Regions from separate parts of the Sus scrofa genome. Here all the other regions are linked to region 1. The links are chromatin contacts, called in public HiChIP or PLAC-seq maps. All regions are on one chromosome and are shown on one strand. The core of a region is the stretch at or near the end of the contact, and the rest is flanking DNA. Distances in the headings are between cores, read along the strand shown.

Region 1 (2,948 bases), core at 383-2,882:
TCATGTCTAATCCTTTCAGAGGTCATGACAGTCTTATTTCCATTTTATAATGGGTTGTGGTTAGAATCTAGATCTTCTGATCTCTAACTTTCACTGCATCATCATTTATGTGAAACAACGCAAATGCAGTCTCTTTACAGGAAGAATCTTCACATTTTTAAGTTGGAAACTGAGTGCTAACTGCCTACAGCAAAAATTCTTTTTCAGTTGGTAAATATCCTCATCTGTAACAATCACTGGGACATTCAATAACTTCTTATTAACACTTCTGATAAGTAGATGTGCTAGATATAAGACCTGTGTTGCTAAAACATAGCACCTGCTTGTTTGTAGCCTACAAACCCACAAGTTCAAAGACTGCCTTTTAGGCTTAAATAAAATGAATCCATAAGTTTAGCAACCGGTTGGCACCAACCCCAGGCGGCATTTGATTTTTGGAGTAAAGCAGCAGGAGCAGCTGCCTTAGCCCCTAGCAGGGGCTGGGACTGAAACTCAGGGACGGGACCACAGGTAGGTGGGGTAGTCAGCTTCCGCCAGAGAGAGCCAATCAGCTAAGCGTATCTGTGCTGGTCAAGCCGCAGTCCCGCAGAACAATTCTCTGGCTTTTGTAAACAAACGTCAGAGAGAAGGTCACGAAAATTTAGCCCCAAAGCAGTACTACCACCAACAAACTTGTTGGGGCGGGAGGGGAGTTGCGGGGGGAGGAGGATTGAGGAGGGGAACCTCGCCAAGCCTCAGCTTACTCATCCGCAAATTAAGGGCATCAGATGTAATGAGTGTTTTTGTTTGGTTTTTTTTGGGTTTTTGTAGGGCTGCACTTCTGGCATATGGAAGCTCCCAGCCTATACACCACAGCTTTATGGCAAGGTGGGATCCTTAACCTACTGAGTGAGGCCAGGGATCAAACCCGCCTCCTCATGGATACTAATGGACTTCTTAACCTGATGAGCCACAAGGGGAACTCCAGATGAGTGGTTCTTAATTAGTGCTACCCACATTGCAAATGGACCACTGGACTAGTCTAAGATGGTGCAGGATTTTTGTAGCAATTACTAGCCCTTAACAAAATGTCTGATTACTCACATTTATTCCTGGGTGGGGGGTGGGGGGCGCATTTGTTTTTATCACATTAGGTCTCTTGCTTAATTGAGTGTATTATCCTGTGTGTTGGATTCATTTGTTTGTTCATTCATCCAGCAGTTGGGCACAGTGACTCTGTGCTGGCCCTGAACTGGGATCAGAAATAGCCCAAATAGGGCTTATATTTAACTAGTGAAATCAATTCGTAGGTTATAAGAGGAGGCCTGAAGTCTTTTCTCCTCCAAATACGAATCCCGGCGCTGCATCCGATATGCTGCTCTGGATCTGGTGATGCAGATCTCTACCTGCCGAGTCCTGACCGCCAGCTCCTTACACGCCGCATTCTGATTGGCCGGGAAATTCACCAGCAGTTGTCCCCCAACCCCACCCCCATCCCACCCGGTTTCCGCGGCAGAAGAGGGATCGGCTTGAAGTACCTTCTGCTTCCTGTAGGTGGAGCCAAACCCCCTGGCTGAGAGGCTGCGGCCCCGCCGACGCTTCTCAACCCGCCTTCCCTCTCCTCTCTCGGGAGGCCTCCCTCCACGTCCCCACCAACCCAGTGCGTCGGAGGGGAAATCGTGCCAGACTAGGAGACGGCTGCCAGGTTCCTCTCAAGTCTTGGCTTAACAAAGGAAAGCAAATTACAAAAATGGAAATTTTCAAACCAGCGTTCAGTGGTATTCAGATCGACGTTTGGGTAGCACGCAGGCACAGACCGCATTCGTGCTATTTTGTGATTAAAATGATACCGAAAATACCGCCTTGCTTGGGTTTTCTTCTACGACGACCTGTTTCCCTCCCTCTTCTCATTTCCCCCCTTTTTTTTTCACGGAGGGGCAGCCCCCCCTGACCACTGCAGAACCGCTAACATCTGTTGAAATCTTGCTTCTCCTGACTTTTCTAAAGAGTTGAACTTGAAAAATGCCTGCGCTTTTCAGTCTGGAAAAAAAGCCAGATAAAGAAGTTTCTAGGCACCTTCCCAGGGCGTCCTGCGTTTCGCGTAAGGCGCTCTGAGTTCTCTGACAGAGCATCAATCGTCTTTGCATTTCACCTCGATGCGAGGACAACACCTGAAGGCGAACCCTGCCAGAAAAGCAGGCTACCTTGTTCCCCCCTCAGCTTGAGCTGTGCGCTCCGTCTCCTCCTTTAAAAATGGGTTTAAAGTGGCCCTTGAGTTGGGTCTTGAAGGATTTTACTTTAGGCTGGAGGGGTGGTTTTTGTTTTTGTTTGTAAACCTGCCCGCGTCCTCCTTGCTAATTTCTGCAGTTGCTAGACCGGCTCTGTCCCAAGTGGGTTTGTGAGAAAGGCCCTCCCATTGTTTGCACCCCCTACCCCCCCACCCCACACTGCACCGTGGTGTTGTGTTTTTTTTCCTCCTTGGAAGCTTTGACTGTCTCCTTCTTACACAGCTGTGTTTGCAGTGCCTGGAGACAGGTGGGGGGCAGCCTCTAGGCCAAAGCTGCCAATTCTCTCTCTAAGGACTGTCTGAATAGCTATTAAAATTTAAAGATCTCTCTCTCGCTCACACACACACACACAAACACGCTTTTTTCCCCCCCCCCCACACACACTTTTTTGGTGGCGTGGTCACTCACTAAGTCTGTTTGTTGTTTAGGAGGGGCTGTACCAGTAGCCAGACAGAGTCTAGAGGTCGCAGCCATTCTATTCTCTGTATCCTCCAGCCCACATAAGCATTACCTTGGGCCACAGCCTCATCTTTCTAGGCACCTTGGAAAACTGGGTCCAGTGGCCTTAGCTGGGTTGTGAGAAAGAGGACCACTCATCTCAACAGATAAATGTGAGCCATCTCCAGGCAACAGTCACAGTATGGGGATGTTGTGGGTTGGGGCCCATGCAAATGAGAGTTC
Region 2 (2,734 bases), core at 164-2,663, 150 kb after region 1:
GATCATCTGCTTTTTGACGGACCCCTCGGTGCCTAGCACAGTGCCTGGAATAGAAGCTCAACAAAGAAGAGGTGAATGAGTAGAGAATGGGTGAGGGGAGAGACTTGGGGTTGTGATTAATGTATTCTCTGATGAATTTCACAACATCTTTTCTATGAGAGGGTATTACAGCATTCTCTCAACAGGCATAGATGACCAAGAGTGATATAAGAGCAAGTGGGGCTAAAGTAGAAAAAGTGCTGAACCAAGAAACCTGGGCGATTTCGGACAAGTCACAGCATCTCTCTTACGCTCAACCTCCTTAGTTGTGCAAGAGGTAGATTTTATGATGTAAAATGCTCCTCTCAGCTAAATATTTCTAACATAATGTTTTCAAAAAATGACATATAATAGTGGTATCAAGATGTCACCTGATTAGCTACTGTGATTTCCAAAGGAAAAAAAATTGAGGGCACCTGCACTAGCTCTCGTTCATGCTTTTGTTCATTTGACATTTATTTAGAGCCGTCCATATACCTGCTGGGCCCAGTTACCAGTTACCTTCCCTTTCATAAATCCTTAGGTAATTAGCTTTGGGCAATAATCTGGTGATACATCACTTTATATGCCAGCACTTTTTTCTCTGTTAGCTAAACAAAGGGACCGATTATGTGACAAATTATGGTCGAATACCAGAGTCAGCTTCTCAAGTGAAGTAAAAAAGTGTATGGCTTTTGCCAACATTCCTCCAGAGATACCCTACCAAATTCACCACGATTATCAATACTCGTAGAAAACAATCATCAACCTCCCGCAAAAGTGACTGCTTCCGACCTCTCTGAGCTGACAGTATCAGAAAGGGTTACATTTGGGTTGATTCGGTCAGATGTAGGCTCATCTGCTGTTCAAGAGATTCAATTAGGTAAAGCAACGACTTATTTGATCCCAGGATAAATGGCAAAATGATAGCCACATGGAGGGTGGGATACTATTTCCTGGTCACACAAGCTACCTTTGATTTCCAGAAGACCTGGGGGGGGGGGAAAAACCACCCGAAAAACTACTCATCCTGTATACTTTTAGATGTTATTCTTTGACCACGTGCTTGGAGGAACACAATAAAGCCTCTTGTGTCCTGAGAGGAAATCATCTTGGCAAATACACGCTGCCTAAATCGGACAAAAGAAAGAAGAGGGGAAAGAGAGGAAAAGGGAGTCTGATTCCAAACTGTATTTCTCGTGCGCCTCCGGGACAGCAAAGGCAGGGCCGCGTTCTCTCTTTAACAAAACTGTCTCAAACTTTGGGTGCAAGCAACAATGCTTACAATTTTTGTTCTCACACTTTCTCAGTAAGTTGTGAAACTCCAGACTTCTCCAATCTGACACTGCACTGCCTTCCGTCTTGAAGCAAGCGCCTGGGACGCAGTGAGTCAGCAGGGGGAGCAGTTTCCCATAACACAGTTTCTGGACACAACCTCAGTGCACGACAAAAATCTGCAGTGCCTCTACACTTCTCTTAAAAAGCAAAGCGAAGGGGGGAGAAGAAAGTTTCTTCACACATCTTACTATTCAGTGTGTGCCTTGCCGACAAGGTTACCCCAGAGCAGCTCTGTAATCCTTCACTGAAATAGGCTTTATTGATTGCTCTGGTCTATTGTTCTCTTTTCAAGTCCCCCAAGTTCAAGTTCATCCTGGTGTTACATCATGTCTGGTTGCTAAGAGCAACCAGACAGACCCAGACGTGACTATCATTAGCAAGAAACCCTCCGCTCTCCTCCCACCAACCTTCCAGTGGCTCTGACGTAGGAGGCCCACTGCACACACACTGAAGTATTTATTCTGCCTAATTTATGACCTACACAGCAAGCAAGACCCCCACTCCAAAAACCAACACTGTTGTATATTTAATTAATCTGTCTTTCTCGGGCACTTGGGAAAGTTAGACAAAGGACTAATTATTGTGTTTCACTCTCCACACTTTTCTTTGGAGGGGGGGATGAATATTTGCATGGGAAAGAAAACTATAAGGCCCAGCATCGCCCCCCCCCTTTTCTTTTGCCCTATTGACATTTCATGAAATACTTTAGCTGCTTAAGGGAATTAGAAAAAAAATGCGATGTGAATGTTACTCCTTCTGAGTTGGTATTCAGTAACACAAATCAACTCATGACATGTTTAAATTTAAATGCTAACCACACACTCTCAGAGTTACTTTAAAGGTTAGTTTTTAATCAATAGAAGTTGCTGACTCCGGGTTTTTGAGCTGCGCACTGCAGCTCTTGGGCTTTTGTCTAATGTTAAAGCTTTCAAACTTTTTTTTTTTTTTTCCTTGAGATGATTTTAGCAATGATTTGCAGACACAGAAGGCTATTGTGCTCTGACCAGCAACATGTCAGTAGAGGAGCGAGTTGCCCTGGGGTGGGGTGTCAATATGACTCCTGAAGGCCTGGGTTGGGGGTCTTTAATAACCCGTGAAAAAAACTTAATTAACCCTTTCAGGCCCAAACCAAAACCTATTCTTAAACTTTTCCACTCCTGTAATTTGACCATTAGTCCTTATTTCGACTTTCCACTAATCTTCAGGACAATTAACCCAGCAACTTGACCAAGGCTTTCCAGAACGGGAAGTCAGCCAGTTAGGGGAACTACACAGGGAAATTTTTTTTTTTCTGGAATGAGGGCTCTTTGATTAAATCATCTATTTGGAGAGATGGCAGATAAACATGTATATTTTAAAGAATCCATCCATTTCATCG
Region 3 (2,842 bases), core at 94-2,593, 180 kb after region 1:
CAGAAACAGCAGAAGCGGGAAATTCAAGAGTTAACTTTCCCCCTCCCCTCTCTGCTTCCCCTCTCCTCCCAGCTGCCTCCTCTGAGGCTGTACTTTCCGTGACCCTGCTTTGGTGTAAGGAAGGCTTTAGATGCAATGCAGTTTAACCCACGCTGTCGACACAGCAATAAACTAAAACCCTTTACGGAGAAAGCAAATGGACCCAAGGAAGCAAATCTATCTCCTTCATAAGCACCTGCTCATAGTGTTACAAACAAAGATGAATAGTTATAAATTAGGCATCTGGAGATTACACACCCAGGCACAGGCACAAAATAGCTCAGAGAATTTTTTCAAACACCGTGTTGAGAACCTCAAAGAGAAAATACTTTCTGTACTTCAATCAGGACAATACACAATCATGTTCTCACTGGGAAATCAGGGAGTCGTTTCTTCCAGAACTTCATCGAATTCTACTTCACACCTCTCTAAGTATCTCTCTGTCTACTACCTTTGCCTTCCAAGCATTTCTCCATTTCTCACTTAACAGCAGCCATTTCTAAACTTTTAAAAGAGATTGTTTTTTTCTCCTTGGCCTATACTAGCACAAAACACAACTATCCGTGGAAAAGCAAACTCGAGATGTCCCGGCATACTCCTTTCCCCGTTGCCTACCTCCAAACACGACAATCCTTTCTCAGACATCCCTTCCCATCCCTCGGGGGCCAGCTAACGAACACCTCCTTCTGCACCATCACCAGCAACTTAACAGGGCTCAGGAACCCTTTCTCTTCCTCTTAGAAAGTCGGCCAGGTTCCTGTGGCCCTATAACAAGTACAGAAGAGTGGCTGGTCCCCCCCACTCCCGGCACGCACTCTGATGTCACCCCAACCAGAGCGCACTTGCCAGATTCGCTGGGGGCCTACTTCTGTCTGCTTGCACGCAGAGAGACACGAACTTTTAAGCGGGGGAAGCACACGCTACCTAGCCCTGGGGAAGTTTTCCTCCCACAGCAAAAGGAGCTCTGGCACAGAAGCCCTCCTCTTCAATACGAGAAGCAAAAATTGCAGACACTGTTTTCCACGATTCCCGAGAGCTCTGTGGCTGAAGGGCCGGGATGGGTGAGGGTGGGGAGGAAAGGGGACCGAACAGGGACTGGGAAAAGCAGCCTGTTGTGCCCAAGACAAGTTACAATGCACCTGATGAATAAAACAAGCTGCACCACATACAGAAAAGATGAGAGCGGCCCACCTGTGTCTGTTGAGGGATATTTACAAAGCTTGGATCCCGTGGTCCAACACTGACGAATCGGTTTGCGGGGGAGGTGCTGGGTGTCGAGTAGGCTGTGAAGGGAAGGGACACATGCGTTCAGGAAGCAGCACGAGATTGCACACACAAACAACACCAAAAACACACAGTCTCCGAGCCTACGCAGCTGATTAACAAGGAAATGTGCAAACGCTGGGCTAGCAGAGGGATCTGGCTAGCAGGGGCATTTTAGACAGTCAAAAAGGGAAGGGGTGTTGGATTCCAAAGACTGTTGGAATAAAACGATGTCAAACTGGTGCTCAGAGGGGCTCTTCTCTCCTTCCCTCACACCAATGAGAACATGCAGGGTACTGCAAAGTATACTTTCTGAGTTAAACATGAGCTCGGGGGTCAGAAAGAGAAATCCTAGTCTTTAAAAGCACAGGAGAAAGAAATTAGGTAGAAAGGTAAGGAAAGCAGTTCATTTTACAACTTTGATTTCACACTATGACCCTCCTAAAGATCAGGAAACGTTCCTGTGCCTCTCTCTAAACTATGGAAAGGAGTCTTTTTTTAATTTTTAATTTTTTTTTTTTTTTTGCTTTTTTTAGGGCTGCACCCGTGGCACATGGACGTTCCCGGGCTAGGGGCCAAATTGGATCTGCAGCTGCCAGCCTACACCACAGTCAGAGCAATGCAGGATCCAAGCTGCGTCTGCCACTTACGCCGCAGCTTGTGGCAATGCCAGATCCTCAACTTACCAGGGATCGAACCCACATCCCCATGGACACTGGTCGGGCTTGTAACCTGCTGAGCCACAATGGGAACTCCCTGGAAGAGGAGTCTCTATAGAAGGAATTGGGTTCTCCAGAAAAGGGGTGGAAAACCACCTAGAGCAGCTGTTTTTACAGGCTTGGTGGAGTGTCTAGAATTTTATGATGCACAAAATGTGCTTACAGTATTAACAAGTTTTCTCACCCTAGAACCCTTCCATTCAGGCACAAACCATCAAGATCTCATGTAAACCCAGAACCTCAGGGACCACACTTCAGCCTACCATTCTTTCCACAGCACATGAATGTTTCTGTGGTTGGTTTTTATATTTAAGAGCTTCACTGTAGTTTAGTGAGAAAAAATTCTGTGGCTTTGGTGTTTCCCTGGCTCATAAATCCAAATGAGCATTTCGTTTTTGGGTGTCCTTCCATCCATGTCTTTACCACAAAGTCCTAGGATTTATCCACATTCTTTCTTTACTAGGAGTTTTAGATAGACTATTGCTTCATTTCAAATTTCTTAACAATATCTGTAAAAAGCCTACATGTTCTGCCCTAATGCACCATCTAAGAGATGAAAAGGATTTGCATTTCTTAAAAACACAGATAATTGAGAGAATAACACCAAATCTCTTTGCCAGACTCCCCCACCCCCCACTTTTGACATCATCTATTTCTCTTCCTTTCATCTTCTGTCTCGTACAGCATGGCTCAGACTTCTTGCTTCCCTTGTTAACGACGTCTAGAGATCAAATTCCCACCAATCTGGCCCAGTCCTACTGGTCATCTGTGGTCAGAGCGAAGTCACCCACATAGAGCTGTGACGGTCATGCGGTGTGGCT

What was found. HiChIP or PLAC-seq counts read pairs in DNA pulled down with a chosen protein or histone mark.
Region 2: a contact with region 1 is called in an H3K27ac HiChIP or PLAC-seq map of skeletal muscle, with 5 times the contacts expected there. The contact joins two enhancer-like sites. A contact is called at or near these places in 11 of 47 Hi-C or Micro-C datasets (alveolar macrophages, brain, embryonic fibroblasts and 8 more) and 1 of 2 datasets of contacts at active chromatin or transcription factors (skeletal muscle).
Region 3: an H3K27ac HiChIP or PLAC-seq map of skeletal muscle shows a contact between it and region 1. The contact joins two enhancer-like sites. A contact is called at or near these places in 1 of 47 Hi-C or Micro-C datasets (liver) and 1 of 2 datasets of contacts at active chromatin or transcription factors (skeletal muscle).

Annotation. Positions count from the first base shown.
Region 1 is chr6:150,687,564-150,690,511 of Sscrofa11.1, forward strand. No RefSeq gene overlaps it. Among named protein-coding and RNA genes, the nearest start is that of TM2D1, 74 kb to the left of the region's middle. Within about 2 kb of position 1,633, at least 38 of the 83 cell types and tissues checked have an H3K27ac peak or open chromatin away from gene starts, as enhancers often do. A contact at or near this core is called in brain, embryonic fibroblasts, fetal skeletal muscle and 5 more, where this site is marked.
Region 2 is chr6:150,837,133-150,839,866 of Sscrofa11.1, forward strand. The region is part of intron 10 of NFIA (nuclear factor 1 A-type); the gene reads right to left. Among named protein-coding and RNA genes, the nearest start is that of TM2D1, 220 kb to the left of the region's middle. Within about 2 kb of position 1,414, at least 48 of the 83 cell types and tissues checked have an H3K27ac peak or open chromatin away from gene starts, as enhancers often do. A contact at or near this core is called in brain, embryonic fibroblasts, fetal skeletal muscle and 4 more, where this site is marked.
Region 3 is chr6:150,866,933-150,869,774 of Sscrofa11.1, forward strand. It overlaps NFIA (nuclear factor 1 A-type), which reads right to left. Exons shown (of 11, transcript XM_021097780.1): 10 at 1,231-1,322. Among named protein-coding and RNA genes, the nearest start is that of TM2D1, 250 kb to the left of the region's middle. Within about 2 kb of position 1,344, at least 21 of the 83 cell types and tissues checked have an H3K27ac peak or open chromatin away from gene starts, as enhancers often do. A contact at or near this core is called in liver and skeletal muscle, where this site is marked.